2 separate regions of the Anser cygnoides genome follow, and region 1 is linked to region 2. Evidence: chromatin contacts called from public Hi-C data. All regions are on one chromosome and are shown on one strand. The core of a region is the stretch at or near the end of the contact, and the rest is flanking DNA. Distances in the headings are between cores, read along the strand shown.

Region 1 (5,268 bases), core at 641-3,140, 130 kb after region 2:
CTGCTAGGGCCATAACAAAACCCGCAATTTCAATTTAACATGACTGGATAAAAAAAGACACTTTATTTGATGTGGTGTAAGCAATAATTATCTAATCACTGGAGTGCCATACTCTGCATTAGGACAGCAAAAAACCCTGGTGCAAAAAGAGGAACTGTGCATGTCCTTGTGTAGAACAGAAAGCTAATGCTATTAGCCCTCGTGTTTGCAGAACAAAACAAGCATTTTTTGTTTGGGCCCAATCCTGCATGTTTACCTTCAAACGTCCTTTCGGGCAGAGGAGGTTTCCTGCTAATGGAGAAAAAGTCACACAAACCTCTCAAAAATTTGTTCCCTTCACCTGTGAAGACACATGGGGAGATCAAGCTCTGTGCAACTGTAAAATCACCCACCATATAGGGGGAAAAAAAAAAAAAAGGCTTGTTTTCTTGGAACTGTCTTCAAGCACTCAAATTAGCTCCTAGCTACATCATGCAGAAGGGTGATTTCTTATTAGAAAATAATCATATTTTGTGTAGCTGCTTACTTCTGATACGCATATGCCAGGATGCCAAAGATTACCATGCATCCACCACAACCTAAATGCTGAAGATCACAAGGAGGCCAGTGAGCAGAGTGTCCATTCTGGTTAGAAGCGTCACTTTATTCTCTCAGGGATCTAAACTCTATCCAATTACCAGCTCTGTATCAATAAAAACTGCATCCAAACTAAAGGAGATCTATTAATTTCATTGTCCTGCTTTAATTATGGTGGTACAACCTGTGAGCACACAAGGCCTTAGCATACATAAAGAAAACATATCCTCAGAGGGACAGTGCGGTAAGATTTAATTCCCTTAAAGTCAGTGAAAAGACACTGGGGATAACTGAGGCCCAGTACCTCTGATAATGAGTACTCCTGTAGCCAAAACCCTTTGCAGACCAATTAATTACCTCCATACCCTGCTGATGCATTCCAAATTTTATTTTTATTTAAAAATCAAAGCTAAATAACTAGAAAAATCATGTGGCTGAGCCAAACTGTGACTTTATGGGTTTTAATTTTTGAGATTAAAGCAAAGTACAAAGACACACCCAGTCAGCAAAGTCTGGAGACAATAAGATGTAAAGCAATCCTCCTTCTGACCTCACATTAACACAGAAATCACCCTACAGCATGCAAGTGTCAGCCAACAACGGCACCTACTTATTTCCTGTCAGCTTGTCCCTTTGATCTAACCTGATCCTTCTTCACTTTATTAAAAACGTTCTAATCTTTTGTCTTTGATCTCCCTGTAGGATTCTTCAAAGAGCTTCAAATTAGCAAACATGCAAACAACAAAAAAATGTACTCTGTATCTGTATCTGCTTGAAACAATGATGTGGGGAGCTGTTTCCTTCCTCAACACACAAGTTTAACTAGGGGCAACATTTTAAAGCCAAAAGATGCCATAGTTATCTGTTGTTTATTGGCGTTAGGGTGGATGACAGAGTCCAAGCTTTTTTTTTTTTTGCCCCCTTTTTTTTTTTTTTTTTTTTTTACTGGGGGGTGGTTTGCTCTGAAGGTGTAACAAGGCAGCCCAGCAGGGGTAGCAAAAAAGCCATGTGCATACTTCATTCAGCATGCCAGATGAAAGGATTATGTCACATTCAAGAGCAACAAAGAGCTCTGTTTAAGTTTGTACCAGGCTGGAACTGTGGGGCAGCCGTTAAAGACCACCAAGGTTTTAAATAAAATCGGACACTTTTAAGTTTCCTCTAGCTTTCCTTGCGGTAAATCCACCCAATATGAAGGGAATGTCGGTATCTCCCAGGAGGAAGATCTCTGAGGGTTTAAAGAGGAAAGAAAGTTTGATGTACTTAAATATATACGTGTGTGTGTGTGTGTGTATACACAACTCCCACCAGTAAGTGTATATATATATATATATATATACACACACACACACTGATGTATACTTTTTTTAGTAAAGGTATCCCCAAGTTTGAGGACATCACCATATTTATTTTGTTCCAGCAAACATTGCTTCTCTACCACAGTCGAACAGCTAGTATCATTCCTCTCCTGTAACTTTAATTTTGTCCCAAAGGTACACATTCCAAATAAAATTGGTGCTTTTTATCATTAAATACTGCTTACCTCTGAAGAGATCTATGAAACCAAGTTAGATCGTACAGACTGCGTTTTAGGTTCCTCACATGTGTCTGCCTCAGCATGGAGGCTTGCTTTTAACTCTCACTCTACAGAGAAGCATATCTGTAGCCAGGCTGAAACAGTCCAAAATTGTTGCAAAATACATGTCTCGAGAATTGCTTCCTGACTGCAGTTAATAATCCAACAACCAGATCAATGTCTGTTTACGTCAATGTGACATTTTCACTTGTATCTGACCGCCTAGTTTTGAACGGTGAGATAAGAGGCCTTCTCAGTAAAATCTCAATCCCATGCAAATAGAATTAAAGAGTATTATTAAGCTGGTATACATGCATATTGGCCAGCAGTCCTCCACCATTATACCACGCTCCACACTTTAACATTGGAATGGATGAAGACTCCATACCTTTTCCTTTTTCTGCTTGTCATTCTGAAATCTACTACTATTAGGGGTAGCAGCTATATAACCTGTGAACTGAACATGGCTTAGGCCATAGATCATCATAACTCTTCCAACTCCAAATGGTATGTGTTAGAAGGCTAGTGAAGATCAGAACTCATATAGTTATTGATGGAGAGTTGTGGAGAACTCCAGTGAACCTCCATATGATGCCTTGTACTGTCTCTTCTAATACTGCTTTCTTAAGTAGTTCAGGAACCACTGCTGCTAGACCACAGATCATCCAGCCACGGAGCCATGCCAAAAGCCCTTTAGTTTTATTTAGTTTTATTTTTTTTATTTAGTTTTTTTTAAATATCTATTTATTTATTTTATATATATATATATTATATTATATATATTATATATTATATATATTATATATAATATATTAATATATATTTATTTAATATATTTTTTATATTTTTTTTATTTTAATATATATAATGGATTTGGGAAATAAAGCAAATGTTAAAAAGACCTATCAGATAATTTATCAGAGAAAAAAGCAAAGCTGCGTAGAAATTTGTCTGTAAAATTAAAACGGTGTTATGGCTACAAATGCATTTCTTGAGAAGACTGGAGAGACAGTCCTAAAGTGCAAGCCACCTAAGTTAACGTCACTGAATACAATTTAAAAATAAGTCAGACTAATCATAAATGTCTTTATGAAAAGTTATCCTATTGATTTAAGCTCCTACTGCTACTGAAAACCAGATTGTGAAACTTTAATGCTCTAGACTTCATAACTCTGTTGTATGTTGAACGTATCTACTTAGCAATGTTCTCTCCAAAATCCATTTCCTTTCAAGAAAAAATAGCAGCAGGAATTGCTACAGCAGAATACTTCTAGGAATATGCAAATTTAAGCACTTTCATTGTCATGTTCTTCCAGGCAATATGAACAAATGAGGAAAAAAAAATTCTTTTTATTTGACTAATCTATATAGAATCATGGCTCACCTGCTGAAGCATGACACTCCAGATCTGCAAGTGCTTTTTGTTCTTGCAGAACAGCAATGGATTCAGTTTGGGTTTTCAGTGCAGCCTGGGAAATTTTGCTCAATCTTACCTTTCTTCAAGCAGTTCAAGCTCAAACCGTTATGATCATTAAGCCTGCAGGAACTCTGAATTTAGTGCTGGATAGTTTGGAAATTAGAACAACCCAACAGATCAGATAATTGCAAATTGGGCCAAAGGGGATCACTTATCAATTATAATAAAATTTTCTTTAAACAAAAGTGCAGGTATCTTTGCTGTAATCATAGCTTACAGGCTGTCTCTTTAGACCAAATTATAATGCAAACATTCTTCGTTTACTCTGGTTATCAGGTTATCACACAGCCTATAACAAGTGCACATCCAGTAGGAATACAAGGTGAAATTCACATCATTTTCTTTAAAAATATTAAATTATCTTAAGTAATTTTCTTCTCAAGAACTCTTTAAATACATTCACAGATCAATTTTTCCTGTGAATGTTATTATTATGTAATCAATGTACCATGTTTAACACTTACAGTGCTATTTTACATACATATATCATTGACTTACCTGCCTACACTGACGCACTCCCATACTGTGTTTTCCTGAGGCCTTCAAGAGAAATGTGTCTTGTGGCTAACACACTGGGCTGAGGATCAGAAGATCTTGTTCCAGCTCAAAGGACTGATGAGTGTCTGCTTAGTTTAGGCATATAACTTCCTTTCTAGATAACTGTCAAAAAATATATACAACAAAATGTTCTCTTTTCCTCACATTTTCTGTCTCACTGGAATTCGATGTTCTCCAGAAGAAAAACTATTTCTGTGTTTCTTGGCCCATCTAGTAGCTTTTATTTTCTCCTGCAGCATAAATAATGATAATACTGTCTCATCAGGACACTCAGCCACGTCCCTTAGTTTCCCAGTCAGAACTGACGAGATTAGGCCTTTTCATTATGAGAGCACTATTCATGAAGAACTCTTGGGGTTTTGTTCACCTACCTAGCTTGGTATTGCACAAAATTTAAACTGATTCACTAGAGCTCTAGTAGCAGAAACAGCGTCCAAAACTTCTCATGTGTTTTTTCCTTCAACAGGAGGCATATCATGGCTGGAAAGGACCAGCAGTGTTGGGTCAGTGCAGGTGCCCAGCACGGCCACCATCCCACCTCCAGCAGTGGTGGTAACGACACACATGGGGAAAAATGAGGAGGGGGCAAGCCTATGGTCCCTTTCTTGGCTCTTACTCTTCAGCTCTTGTCACTAAATGTGAAGTCCTGAACCATGTGTGGTTTATATGCATTTAATAATCCTCAAATTACCTTTTCAAACAGTGATCTGCCCAGTCACTCCTCCTGCTTTTTTTAAACTTCAGCATCCTCCAGATACTGTCAGGAAACTCCGCAAGTCTACTATACAGTCAAAAAAAAAAAAAAAAAAGCTTTTTTCTGTGAATCCGCCTCCTGCCTGCCACATATGAAGTCTCCCAACTTCTGGGGATTGTGCCCCCTTCTCTTGTTATTTTTGTCTGACCCTGCTCCCACGCAGCCCTCAAGCCATTCCCCTCATGGCTCACATTCAGGCTGGCGCCTGCCTCCCTCAGCTCCTGGTCCCTTCAGCCAGGGATGCAGCACAGCAATGCTTACCAGTTACCTCGGCAGTGTTGGTTTTAGCACCTGCCATTTCTTGTGGAAGAGGGGCTTCAAGCTAAG
Region 2 (4,730 bases), core at 1,036-3,535:
CTATGAGAAATGCAGCAGTGCTATAGTGTGTTATGTACCACTGCAAACATATTTATTTCACCCATGTGGGCTACATCTGTGGCTATAGTGTGGATAAATGTTATGTTCATTATGTGTATGACAGGAGTACGATTTACTGGAGAAGAGCGGGTCTGTAGTATAGCCCCTGCTGTAGGGCTGAGACAGGAACACTGTGCAGGAATACTCTGGCCCAGGGCTGCAACAGACTTGACTGGGCCTTGCTTTGAGGATTTACTTTTTGAGCATAAGCTTTCAACAGTAAACATAAGTGATTTTCATCGTTTGATCCAAATTGCTTACTAAAAAGGGCTATTTCCGTAGATTCCCCAGACTCTCTCAGTCCCCAGTATGTTTTTCCCATGAGTTCATACTAAAGAAAGCACGTGCTTTAACTACTTACATACCGAGAGGCTTACTGTAAGAACTTGCAACCTGCTGGCAGCAGCAGCATCAGACTGTGCTGAAGGCAGAATGAGGGCTGATTTGTGGCTCAGAAGACAGAGCTATGGGAGGACAACAAGCTCCTCCGCTTGAGCTTATGCTTCTGACTTCACACAGCATCAGCTCTGCAGTTCCCACTGTTTGGCTCCTAAAAACAGCTGCTCAGAATCCTTCCTTGTGCAAGCACACAGGCAGAGCCCCTCAGGATATGCTCTCCACACCCTGTTTGATTAATAATAGAGTTACCTACCGTTAAGAAGTTAAAAAAAAAAAAAAAGAAATACAATAAATTAGCTTTTCTGTAGGTGCTCTGATGGCCTAGGTTCCCAGGTTGTCCATGAGCCTCTCCTAGATTCACAAGAAGACAACCTAATAAAAACTGTCAGTGAGTAATCCACAGCCAGTCAGAGGACAGATCATCCTAGCAAAGGCCCCAGGAACCAGAAACGGAGGAGCTCAGCACCCGCATGCTTGAAGGCAGCAGCCTGTGAGATGCCCACTGCCCGTAGTGCACTTTGTGCAGGAGTCCCTGGCTCAGCACTCAAGTTAACTGGGATTTCTGTGCGTGCTGCAGAAGGAGCCTCAGCTTCACCAGAAAGCACAAGGCTTGAGTGGAGCAGGGAATTGAAATGCTGCTGTGATCCAGGTCAGCGCCATGGCACCTTCGCAGGGAGGCTTCTGCTGCCATCGCCCAGGGCCTGCGCTGCGTGTTGTTTGGAACCGCGGCGGTACGTGCCAGGATGTGCTACAGCAAGAGGTGCTTTCAGCGGTCGCGCACCTGCAGACCAGAGGTGAGATACTACTTCTGGGAAGTAACCTCTGGAAGCATGTGGTGATACCAGCAGAAAGTGTAATGAGACCGCTGGAGATGTGAAAACGTAGCAGAAAAGTGGTTGACTCCCAAGATGGGTTGCTGATGTACACATACGTTCACATCAACAGTGAACAGCCTCTTCCATGTCTAACAGGTTTGCTTTTCAGGGCTGGTTTTGCACATTTAGATGGTTTGCTAGATTTCTTTTTTTTTTTTTTTTTTTTTTTAATGTTTTTTGCACACACAAACAGATTGCCAATCAATTGCCCTCCACAGCTGGGGACATTTTCAAGTACACAGTTGCTTTTAATGTTTAATTAGGTATGATAACAGGATAAAATGTTCTTGGCAGGGACAGAGCACCTGCAGCACAAACTTGCAACATATTTCTCTCATTGCATTGACACTGCTCAGGTACCTATTGCTCGGGCTTCCTCAGTGTTTCTGAGATCAACACTGATGCTCATCAGGGAGTTGTACTTATAAAAAAATTAACTGTAGGCTACAGTTTCACATCGGAGGTCTCAGCTCAGTAGACTGGTGTTTTCTGACAGACTGCTGTGTGTATACAAACGTAAATACCAAGCAGCACCGTGTTTGTTACGGGATCAACAGATAAAGCTTTCGCAAAATTACACAAACAGCAGCAAGCTTTTTTCAAGCTTATGTCAATTCGCAGATTGCTTTGGGCCACGGCGCGTTCATCGCGTCCCGGTATTGCTTTTATTTATTTATTTATTTAAAAACGAAGCCAATAAGTACAAGCAGCCCTCAGGTGCCGGGGCTCCGGCACAGGTGGGAGCCGCTCGCAGCGGCCGCGCCTCAGCCCCTGCCCGCGGGGGGCGCGCCCCGGCCGAAAGTTCCAGTCAGGGCCGAGAGCGGGAAACGGGGCCGCGGCCGCCCCCGCCCGGCACCGGGACCCCCCCTCAGGGCCGGGGACTCCCCTCAGCCCCCGGCCGAGCCCCGTGGCGGTGACAGCCCCGGGCAGCGGCGCTCGGGAGTGGGCCGCGCTGAGGGGAAGCCGCCGGCCCCGCCGCCGCGGCCGCCCTCTCCCCGCCTGACTCGGTGCAAATCATTGTTTGGCTCCGGCATTAACTACATTCCAGCGGGACGCAGCGCCCAGTCTCCTTCCTCGCATTCCTGCCCCACACAAAGGAGTCCCTGCCTCGCCGCGCCCCGCGCCCCGCCGGCCGCCCCGCGAAGCCCCTCACGGACCGGCCGCCGCCTTCGCCCCCGCCCGGGGGTGCGGGCAGGAGCCGCGGCCCCGCCGCGGGGCGGCCGGCCGGGGGCGGCGGGGGCAGGGAGCCGCCGAGCGCAAATTCCTCCGCGCAGCGCGCCATTGACTGGACCCAGCAACTTATTTAAGGCTGGAAAGTGACACAGGGGCTCCTCGCCTCCGCTCGCCGCCCGCCGCTGGGCAGCCCGGCCGCGCCGAGCCGTGCAGAGCCGGGATGCCGCCGAGGTGATCGCCGCCCAGCCTGCTCGCAGCCCGGGCCGCCCGCCGGGGAAGGAGCTGCGTCCCGCCGGCTGTGTCCTGTCGAGGGGCTTTCTTTTGGGGGCGGGTTTTTATTTTTTTTACTTTATTTATTTTTTAATCTTTTCCTCCTCTGGACTGCGCCTTCGCGGAGACTTTCGCCGGGCTCCGGCCGAGCATGGAGAAGTACGAGGAGGACATGGCACTGAAGGCCACCAAGCTCCTGGAAGATCTGTCCCTCTACGAGCCTTGCCCGGAGGCACCGTACGGCCGGGGCGGCCGCCGGGACCCGCCGCTCCCCCCGGACCTGGAGGAGACCAAGCGGGTGCTGGCCGCCCACATGCCGGCGGAGCAGCGGGGCCGCAAGATGAACGGCACCGCCGCGCCGCCGCCGCCCGCCGAAGCCTTCCCCTTCCCCGCCGCCCCCTGCGGCAAAGCCTACCCGCCCGCCGCCCCGCTCCGCGCCGCCAACGGCCGCGCCGAGCCGCCGCCGCCGGCCGCCGGGCCGCCGTGCTGCGAGGAGGGGCTGTGCACCCGCTCCGAGGTGGCGCTGCCCTGCTACAGCGGCTTCCCCGACAAGGGCAAGCGCTACTCGGCCGAGGGCTACCGCTACGCCGCCGGCAGCGCCTACGACGGCGGCTACGTGGCCAAGGGCGGCGGGAGGGCGGCCGGGGGCCCCGACGGCAAGTACGGAGCCGCCAGCCCCCGGGCCAGCCTGGCTCCCGCCGCAGCCGCCGCCTCGCCGGGCCCCGGCGCCGAGCACGGCAAGTTCTCCAGCCCCCGCTCCAGCCTGGGCGGCGCGGGGTGCTCGCTGCCCTACGAGAAGTTCTCGAGCCCCCGCTCCAGCCTGGTGGTGCCCGGGCAGGACAAGTACGGCAGCCCCCGCGGCAGCCTGGTGCAGTACGACGGCGCGGCGCTGAGCCCCCGCTCCAGCTACGCCAGCACGGCCAGCGACACCAGCAAGCACTCCAGCCCCCGCGCCAGCCTCACCAGCTACGACGGCGGCGGTGGCGGCGGCAGCAAGCCCAGCAGCAACCGCACCAGCGGCATCAGCATGGGCTACGACCAGCGCCACGCCAGCCCCCGCTCCAGCACCGCCAGCCAGTACTCGTGCCCCACCAGCCCCCGCTCCAGCTACTCGGACTCCAGGTACGGCCCGCCGGGCGGCGCCGAGCTGGACGGGGCCGCTGCCGCCGGCCTGGCCGTGGCCAGCCCCCGCTCCAGCCTCTGCGGGCCCCCCGAGGGCCGCGGCGTGCAGGGCGCTGCCGTGGTCAGCCCCCGCTCCAGCATCTCCAGCCAGAGCTCGCGGAGCTCCCGCGGCTCCATGAGCGCCTACCCCGAGCTGCAGCTGCCCTCGCCCCGCTCCTCGCTGCTGGGGCCCGGCCTGCAGGAGGACTGCGTGGTGCCCGAGCTGCCCGATGGCTACCACAAGATCCATGCCCAGTCCCCGCCGCGCCACGACCAGCAGCACCCGGCTGGCGGTGGCGGCCCCGACGCCGCGTCCCCCTACGCCTACAGCCCCACCAAAGGCTCGGCCTCGGCTCCCAAATTCAAGCTCCCCTACCAGGTGACGCCGAGCCGGGAGAGCGGCCCCAGCCAGGCGGAGAGGAGGCTGGAGGCGCTGACGCTGGAGCTGGAGAAGGAGCTGGAGATGCACATGAAGAAGGAGTACTTCGGTGAGTGACCTGCTCGGGGAGGCAGGGTGTGGGGCCTGGAGGGGGCGAGCGGCTAGAAGGTGATGGTGTGCGGGGCCTGCCTGGAGCTGGGTGATTTTAGCTCTGGGGAAGGTGAGGGTGTGATGCCCAGAACTGCTCTGGGCCAGTTACCTACTGAAGCCTCTGGTCATTGTAAGAGAAAGCTGGCTCACCACAGATACTGTCTTTCTAACTGGTGTCAGAAGCGTTTGCACTTTGCCTCGTACCTGGTGTTTTATCTTCTATTTCTTGTACAGTTTGCTAGGCTTTGTGACTCTTCCCCTTC

What was found. A called contact is a pair of places that touch in the nucleus more often than the background predicts.
Region 1: a contact with region 2 is called in a Hi-C map of liver, with 17 times the contacts expected there. The contact joins the enhancer-like site here to the promoter of WTIP in region 2. A contact is called at or near these places in 3 of 7 Hi-C or Micro-C datasets (fetal liver and liver).

What each region holds. Positions count from the first base shown.
Region 1 is chr12:10,143,866-10,149,133 of Taihu_goose_T2T_genome, forward strand. No RefSeq gene overlaps it. Among named protein-coding and RNA genes, the nearest start is that of GPI, 25 kb to the right of the region's middle. Within about 2 kb of position 1,891, at least 2 of the 3 cell types and tissues checked have open chromatin away from gene starts, as enhancers often do. A contact at or near this core is called in fetal liver and liver, where this site is marked.
Region 2 is chr12:10,014,393-10,019,122 of Taihu_goose_T2T_genome, forward strand. WTIP (WT1 interacting protein) reads left to right here and starts at 2,286. Exons shown (of 8, transcript XM_013176618.3): 1 at 2,286-4,426. The coding sequence starts at 2,929. LOC136791767 (a long non-coding RNA gene) reads right to left here and starts at 669. Exons shown (of 3, transcript XR_010834352.1): 1 at 426-669.